Linked DNA regions of Sus scrofa: all the other regions are linked to region 1. Evidence: chromatin contacts called from public Hi-C data. All regions are on one chromosome and are shown on one strand. The core of a region is the stretch at or near the end of the contact, and the rest is flanking DNA. Distances in the headings are between cores, read along the strand shown.

What was found. Hi-C and Micro-C count contacts between places; a contact is called where the count stands out from the background.
Region 2: a contact with region 1 is called in a Hi-C map of liver, with 2.3 times the contacts expected there. A contact is called at or near these places in 1 of 5 promoter capture datasets (liver) and 2 of 47 Hi-C or Micro-C datasets (liver and skeletal muscle).
Region 3: a Hi-C map of liver shows a contact between it and region 1, with 2.3 times the contacts expected there. A contact is called at or near these places in 6 of 47 Hi-C or Micro-C datasets (embryonic fibroblasts, heart right ventricle, liver and 1 more).

The regions. Positions count from the first base shown.
Region 1 is chr3:79,179,119-79,182,212 of Sscrofa11.1, reverse strand. All of the region lies in intron 4 of EHBP1 (EH domain-binding protein 1), which reads left to right. Among named protein-coding and RNA genes, the nearest start is that of EHBP1, 81 kb to the left of the region's middle.
Region 2 is chr3:79,310,926-79,313,910 of Sscrofa11.1, reverse strand. No RefSeq gene overlaps it. Among named protein-coding and RNA genes, the nearest start is that of EHBP1, 51 kb to the right of the region's middle.
Region 3 is chr3:79,337,128-79,340,237 of Sscrofa11.1, reverse strand. No RefSeq gene overlaps it. Among named protein-coding and RNA genes, the nearest start is that of EHBP1, 77 kb to the right of the region's middle.

The sequences.
Region 1 (3,094 bases), core at 438-2,937:
GCAACACTGGATCCTTAACGTACTGAGCAAGGCCAGGGTTTGAACCCATATCCTCATGGATACTAGTCAGATTCGTTTCTGCAGAGCCACAACGGGAACTCCCACATCAAGTTTTCTGGAGAAACTCCTGTATGGCAGGCACTTTTTAAGGTCCTGGGGACACAGTGGTAAACTTGCAACATGGTTAAAAGCTACACAGACCTGGAACAGCACAATTTTAACACTTAATTGTGGGATATTACATCTCAGTTTTCTGGTCTGTTAAATGGGAATAAAAATACTACCTGTTTCATAAGTTGCTGTGATGATTAAAACCATAACACATTAACTGAGGCAGAGTGTGTGCTTTGTAACTATTATTATTATTATCACTTACTATTATTAATTGTGCCAGCTGTGCTAGAGCTATGCTGCATTCTTCAACAAAATGGAGGAGGTGGGGACAATAGGCAGGACGAGTGGTAAGATGCTCTTTCCTAAGCATTTGTTTCACACTTTATTACTTGGTCTCTAAAGAAGCATTGTTTGTGCCTTAAATCCCTCCTGGAAAAGCTCCCTCAACCCTTTTTTACAGCAGTCACTCTCCATAAACCTAGTTCATGAGCAGGGTCAGGCTGAGGAAACAAATATCAAGGAGTTCTCTACCACTTTTTCCTCTCTACCCTTTCCTGCCTCCCCCTGCCCATCATTACCAAATAAACTTGGTTTTGGTAGTTCTTTATGCTATCTATATGAATTTACTCTTAGAAATAGTTGTGTTAATACAGCCCAGAATCAGCCAACCTCCATACTATTAAAGTAAAAAATAAGACAACAGAAATAATGAAATAACTAAGGAGTTTAGAATCTATCCCATAGGTTGTAGGGATCATTAAAGAAATCTGAGTTGGTGCTAATGTGGTCAGAACTGCGGTTTGGGAGAATTATTTGGTGTACAAGATTGATTGGAGGGCAGAGAGTGAGAGAGTGCCGCAGTTCACTTTTATCTGGAAATAGCCTAGGCACAAAGTGATGAGGACCTAACCTCAGCTGCAGTAGTAGAAACTGAAGATTAAATAGACTAACGTGGAATCAGTTATGAATAAGGTGTTGCCTATGACAAGTACATGGTCCCTGGGACTCAGTGGGGGAATAGCATCTGTGCGCATTCACTATCACTCTCAGTGCTTCCTTCTCTCCCCTACCTCTAACACATAAAGTTGAATAAATTAAATGTGCATGTCATGCAACCCCACTACTTTCCTTTTTATGTCTTACAATCTGTTGGCCTCTTGCCTTTACTTATTCTAATACCTGTGGAAATCCTATATAATCTCACCTGGCCACAATGCTTCCTCATTCATAAAGCTTTTCCTTTCAGAAATGTATTATCTTCTAATCTCTAGTAAAACCATGTATTTCCTTCATCATATAAGTGTTTAGATTAGTTGTGTTTGTCTTTGAAGGCATGGACAACTATATTTGAATCCATATAATACCTCTACTATTCCTTATATAAATAGCCAATAAATATTTGTCAAATAAATACTACAAAAGTGTACCTCATTTAGGAGAAAGCTGCGTTTGGTTGTAGGATCTGTTACCTTTTCTTAGATTTCTGGTGGTGGAGGACAGCTGAGGGTATAGATAGCTATTTTGGCATTTTGTACAGATTATGAAATCCTTTGCAGTACTTTGAAATTCCAGATGTTTACACAGCCTCTGCACCAGGAAAATTTTGCCTCAAGTGGGACTTTGAGTTTAAAATACTTACAGGTATAAAAACGAGGGCAGGGCTTTATTTATTTATTTATTTGAAATTTTATTTTTATTTTTTTTTTACAGAATAAAATACATATATTTAAACACAGTTACATTCATACAGATTATCATATCATGGATCTTAAGAAACAGATTAAGTGACTCCCTCTGGAGAAGTGGAATGGAAAATATGCTGAGACAAATAGGAAATCTATTCTATATCCCATTTTGTATGGCTTTCATCTTTACTATTTAGTATTATCTATTACATTCAATTTTTCTTTAAAAATTAGCATTATATTAAAATTGTGTATATTATGCAATTAAAATTTATAAGGAAGAAAGCCTTATATACCATTAAATATTTTATATAGCATAATAAAAAGAATAACTTAACTGGTAAGAATAACAAAAATAATATAACTTCTGAAAATAAGTAAAATATAAAATGCATAAATTGGTTAAAGAACAGTGTAACTACATAAATATGTCCTCACAATTTGTTACATCTTATTGATTCTTCAGTATAGGCATTACATCATTCTAGCTGATGTGATAAACAACACATTACAGACCTTACACTGTACCATGGAGAGAAATGGTTATTAATAATACAGTTCTAGAACTGTATTGTTTAATTGTACAGTTGCATTATTTAATTATAATTATCATAAATTATTTGATGGAGAGGAAATCAGAATCAGATGTAAGAAGACTTCAGCATTCTAAGAATGATGTCAAATGACCCCCTTCATGGTGGATTATGCACTTATTTACTATGAGATATATTTCTTCTTCAGAGATTCCTTGTTTGCGTATCAATTGCAGAGAGGGCAGGGCTTTATATGAGCATTTAATATCTCAGTAAAGTTCTTCTTAATAGTTCACTCATAAGTTATTTGTCTCTAGGTTTCTTTTTGTCTTGTCATACATGCAGTGATGGAAGATAATATTATGCATCAACATAAGTAAAATAATGATTTAAATTTAGATAAATTATGGGAGTTCCTATCATGGCTCAGAGGAAACAAATCTCACTACCATCCATGAGGACGTAGGTTTGATCCCTGGCCTTGCTCAGTGGGTTAAGGATCTGGTGTTGCTGTGACCTGTGGTACAGGTCACAGACGGGGCTCAGATCTGGTGTTGTTGTGGCTGTGGTATAGGCCAGTGGTTATAGCTCCGACTCGACCCCTAGCCTGGAACCTCCATATCCTGTGGGTGCGGCCTTAAAAAGACAAAAAACAATAAATAATGGAAGATTCTTAAGAGTAAGCCATTCTGCCTCTCCCTTTTTTAAAAGTTGGTAAAAGCTAAGAGCAAGACTGTATTTTCTTAAATTGGATTGATTGGA
Region 2 (2,985 bases), core at 356-2,855, 130 kb before region 1:
CCTAAAGCCCCAATACCTTCATTCCTTTGTTCTGATTTATTGCTGCTGCCTAACCACAGCTACGAGGCAAAAAAAATAATAATAATAAAAATTTTAAAATCCTAGTAACAAGCACATCAGGATTAACACACTAGGTCTATGTTAAACCACCCAACAATGAACTAACTCATCTTTAATTTATTAGCTTGATTCTGATATAAATTCTGAATGAAAAGTAAAAAGCTATGTAGATTAATAATATTAAAGTTGCAAAACAAACCCCTGAAAAATAGGAAATGTTAAGCAAAGGGAGCTGTGCCATCTTTAATTCATTGCTCTGTTCCCAGGCAATTCCATGCATGCAGGATGCAGGCTCACAGCAGCGTTTTTAAAAAAGACTCTGCAGTACTGAACCATCAGTGCAAGGTATAAAGAGCAGAGCATTTTACTTCAAACTTTAGGGCCTAACTCACAGGTATTCTGTGTGATATTGACATGAAAACACTTCATTATGACCTTTCTTTAAATATCACTTGCTTCTGTAACTTCTATACAGTTAGATCTATCATTCTAGAGGAAAAAATGCAGGTCAAGTACTAGATAAATCCCTTAGTGGCCTAAGGAAGGTATTACCGAGCATTTGCAGTATTCAACCTGCAAGCCAGGGATTAAGCAGTGTGGAGTTGAGGAATCTGGATCAACCATCTCGGAATGAAAAGAGCAAGTGACTCAGGCTTTCTCAAAACATTCTATTCAATAAAATTTTGTTCATTTAACAGATTGGGAGGGTCAGCCTGAATTTGAGAGATGGACACAAGCCAAACCATTTCTGGTAGTGGAAGTGCCTTCCTGATTCCCAGTACACCGTTACTTCAGTTTAAGCTCTCAGTACCACCAAGTCATGGCTCTTGGGCCTCCTGGTGAAACTGACAAGAAAGAGTGAAATTGGCTTGTTAATTTGACAAACACTAGAGAAGTTTCATAAACAGCTTAGTTAATAATTAGCTGAAACCTTCTCCTTGCAGTATTTACATCAGCAGGTCTCAACAGGACAGACTGATGTGTTGCAAACCACTGTCATGGTACAAATACAAAAGTTTGCAAATGATCAACTCATAAAAATAAACCAGAGAAGATGTAAGGTTATCACAATAATATCATGGTCACATATTTGCATGTCAATATGCTTTCTTGAGAGAAAAAGGAGGAATGGGGTCACAGGGATGAAGCCAGGAACTGGACACATGGCCAATACCATTCTTGTATATCCCAGGAAACAACAACAACAACAGAGAACTACTGCTTTACATTGCCAACTTTCTTAATAAAAATTATAAATATTGCCTTTTATCCTACAGAAGTAGAACTAAACCTTGCTTACTTCTCTTTTTAATTATAGCTAATGATTAGAATTAGGTTTTACTTACTGTCCAAACCTAGATAGGTTTACGGAGTAAAGAATATGGACCGTGGAGATGTACCTACCACTGGTGTATTACTAAGTATTACAGTGAAAAGTGGGAGAAAATAGGAGTCTAATCTGGGGAAACAGTGGAGCCTCAAAGGGTGATACCACCGTGGCGAGTCACCTCAGGCCCATCTTAGTCTTGAAGGTTGAGAAACAATTTTGCTAGGACTCTGACGTCTATCAGACTGAGGCAACTGATTGGGACTGTCCAAACTATCAAGAGACTGCTATACAATATTACTCACTTACAGATGTTACATACTTTCAGAGGGAATATCCTTTTCCAGTTACCAAAGTTACTTCCTTCTTGATCTCATAATACCCTGAGAATTCAATTTGTGACTATAAGGTTAGCAGGTAAGTGTGGAATCAGAGAAAAAAAAAAAAAAGTGGAAGAAGTTCTTAGAAATAGCCTCTAGGCCATGAAGAAGTCTGAAGAGTTATCCTTGACCCACAATAGAGAATATTTTTCTACTCAGCAGACTGAGTTCCCAGAGGAGGCATACTCTCCTCTAAAGAGCACTGAACAAATACTGCCAATTTCTGGCTCTCTGCATTTCCTTTCTCTGTCCTAAGCTTCCTGAGACCCTCAACTCAGACCATTGGTTCAATTTCAGTATATGTCTGCAGCTATTAGGGCTCTGTGGTTATACATGATAGAAACTGAAACTTTTTTTTTTTTTTTTCAGGGCCCCACCCGAGGCATATGGAAGTTCTCAGGCTAGGAGCTGAATCAGAGCTGCAGCTGCTGTCCTATACCACAGCCACAGCCACACCAGACCTGAGACACACCTGTGACCTATACCAAAGCTTGCAGCAACACTGGATCTTTTAACCCATTGAGTGAGGTCAGGCATCGAACCCACAATCTCATGGATACTAGTCAGGTTCTTAACCCACTGAGCCACACAGGAACTCCGGTAGAAACTGACTTCTGCTAACTTGAGCACAGAGTAGAATTGATGGAACTGAGAACTCTTACCCAGTTGAATGAAAAGCTGAAGTCCTAGGTCTCTAAAAAGATCCATGGAGCTGCCCTCAAGATACTTACCTCTTGGTGATAGGAAAGAAAACTGAATTTAAATAAAAAGAAGCAATAAAGTATGTAAATTTACTATAGAAATACACTCAAATTAACAGGGATTAACAAGGAAGGAATGGTCAGTTGTCCCTGGCAGAGGTTAGAGATTTCAAGGTGAGGAAAGTCTTCATAGAGGAGGTGATATTTTAGCTGACATTTAAAAGATGATTTGATGGAGTTCCTGTCATGGCTCAGTGGAAACGAATCTGACTAGCATCCTTGAGGACGCTGGTTCAATCCCTTGTCTTGCTCATTGGGTTAAGGATCTGGCATTGCTGTGAGCTGTGGTGTAGGTTGCAGATGTGGCTTGGATCCCACGTTGCTGTGGCTGTGGTATAGGCCAGCAACTATAGCTCTGATTAGACCCCTAGCCTGGGAACCTCCATCTGCTGCTGGTATGGCCCTAAAAAAAGAATTAAAAAAAAAAAAAAAAAAAAAAGGTGAGTTGCTGTTTGTC
Region 3 (3,110 bases), core at 513-3,012, 160 kb before region 1:
ATTGGGGCTATTAAAAGGGTTGTTCTTGGGAGTTCCCGTCATGGCGCAGTGGTTAACGAATCCGACTAGGAACCATGAGGTTGCAGGTTCGATCCCTGGCCTTGCTCAGTGGGTTAAAGATCCGGCGTTGCCATGAGCTGTGGTGTAGGTTGCAGACCTGGCTCAGATCCCGAGTTGCTATGGCTGTGGCTCTGGCGTAGGCCGGTGGCTACAGCTTCAATTAGACCCCTAGCCTGGGAACCTCCATATGTGCCAGGAGCGGCCCCAGAAAAGGCAAAAAGACAAAACAAACAAACAACCAACAACAGCAACAACAAAGGGGTTGTTCTTAAGAAAGCTGTTTCTTCTCCGAGTTTGAGGAGATGTGAAGTATAGTCCTGGTGGCCTCCAGAAGAGTAGCAGAAGCATAAGGTTGATTTTGATTTCATGAGCTCTGAAGCCAATATATCTGGATATGATGAAAACAACCGTAAGCCCTGATTGATGATTGCAGCTGGCAAAGAATATTGAAAAGAGGAAAGTTGAAAAAAAGAGTAAGTAGGAATGAAAATCAGAAAAAAAGTTTCAGAGATATTATCCCAAAGACGTCTTGTGGTTTTACCTTCATAAAGCCCAAGTTTCTTCATTGTATGACCATTTCTTAAAAACCTGCCAGATTTTCTGTTTCTACCTCTTTTAATCATAGTGATTTCATTAGAATGAACAAAGCAGATTTGACATTTTTTGAAACACACATACACACACACTTTCCCTGTCATGCCGATGACTACATTGGGTTTGTTTTTCTTTTGTTTTGTTTTGTTTTACCAAATAGGAAAGGACACAGTGTCAAAGAATTCCTATTTCTATTTGAATTCCTAAAGGCCCAAACATTCTAAACGTCACTCACCCCAGTTATAACCCTGAAGGCAATGATTCAGCTCTGACTCAGATGGTATACAAAATATCTGATTGTTCTTCCCTCTCTGCCTGTGTTATGTGCAGGAACACCTTATATGTTAGAATCATAAGTTCTTTGAGTTCAGGAACTAGATCATAAATTATATATCATATCTGAGCAATGCCAAGCTTAAATATTTACTAGTGTGATTTTTATCTACTACCTATCACAGAGACATAAATGTTCCCAACCCCTAATCTTCTGTAAGCAAATCATTCTTCTACCTTGCCCATTAAACCCAGTGTCCTCTTTAAAGAAAGTGTGCTTTGCATAATATTTGGCTTATGGTCTAGCTCACTAGAATGTAAGTTCCATGAGAACACAAGTATTGTCTGTTTTGTTCAACTATGGTATCTCCGGAGCCTACAGCAATGCCTAGTACTTATTAAATATTAAGTGCTGAGTAAGTGAATGGATAAATGACTGAATTACCAAGCCACTGGTTATGGCTTTAAAGTCTTTTGTAAATATTATCCTGAATATCTTATATATACATGTGGCTCTTCAGTGATCTTCTCTCCCCTTCCACCCCTCCCTGCCAACTCATCAGAAAAACTAAGTAACCACTGGGCCATGCATAAGGATCCATTCAGTTTTCAATGAACAGAAAGTGAAAATGCTTTGCTTTTACAAAAACTTATGTGGGGAACTTGCATTTCAAAAAAGATGTTTGTAATACCAAAGTTTTTTTTGTTTGTTTTATTAAATCCAGATTGTTGGGTGGAGTCCCTTAGCTAAAAGTCACTCTCAAGCAAAATGATTTGCTTGTTATTTTCGCAAAGAATTTACAGGAAGCAATTTGTAAAGGTTGCCATCAGGCTGAAGTCATTGTTGGCACTAGGAATCGGTGTGTCATCAACCTCAGAGCAGTCATTTAACCTGGGTCTGCTCAGAGAAATCTCCATAATGCAAGGAAAATTGAATTCTGTTGCCTCAGATTACAATCATGTTTGATATTATTCCAATTTGATCATGGAGTTTAAAATATTTGACATATCAGTTTCTCTCATCCTGCTGCTATGTAGAAATATCCATTTTACATGTGCTTAACACTGGTCCTATCATTACGAGCTATTTCACAATTTTTTTTTTTAAATCTTCTCTCCTATTGGAATGGATTACGAGGAAACAAGCACTTTAGGATCCAATAGCTAAGAATTTTGTAGTTTTGACCTTGAATAAAAGAATGGACCTTGAAATTTTTTTTTTTTTTTAATCTGTTCTCCTCTCCTCATTGTACTTACCAAGTTGCTATAGGCATAGCCAGGAAATGACTGATTTGCCAGGGCATCCTAGCCCATTCTAGCCAATAACCTTTCTGCTGATCAAGTAATAATAGTAGCAACAATGACAAATTCTACTCATTTTGAAGGATCTATCCTCCAATCTAGGTGACAAGTAGGAAAATTGTTCTAGATAGGCCTATGGGGATATCATTATAGCAGAGAAACACTGGATCCAGGCATGCAGTGAAGATGGACATTTCTGTGCTTCCAACTTAATGTGTTTATTTTCATCACCCTGGGAAAACAGGGCTAAAAAGATGAAAACACATATAGTCATATTCTTAGAAAACATTAGATCAGTTCCCTATGTTTCTAACACCAAACTGGAAAACTAGATGTTGACAGAACCAAAATGATTATTTTGGGGCCTTATCCAAATGATGCCCGATTCACTTACTGATTCAGCAAAAATGTATTGGATGCTGTGAGCTATCAGCACAAAGTAGACTAAAAATAATGCAGAAACATCTTGCCACCTAGACTCCCCAGCTACTAAGTGATTTTGAATGAATATATCTTACTATACATTGCAAACAATCATATATTGATGTTAAAATCCCTCTTGTCAGAGAATTGTCTCAGATGAAAGATGCAGCAGCCAAGTCTAAGTGGTTAAAGATGCTTCACTCCATTGAGTAATTATCCTAGAAAAAGACTGACAAGAAATATGTGGTCCTCCGTCTCTCTCCTCCCTAAACACAATCATGCCCTTTGTTTAGCAGCTGAATCTGCTTGTTTATAAGCTCTGTCATTCAGCACCCTGATCTCTGGGCCTCCCAGGTTGAACAAGATTTCTTGATTGAGTCAAGCCATTCATTTGCTAACTGACCCTAGCCAGTGTGGCCTCTTGGCTGCCCTCACCCGCCAACATCTGATGCTTATAG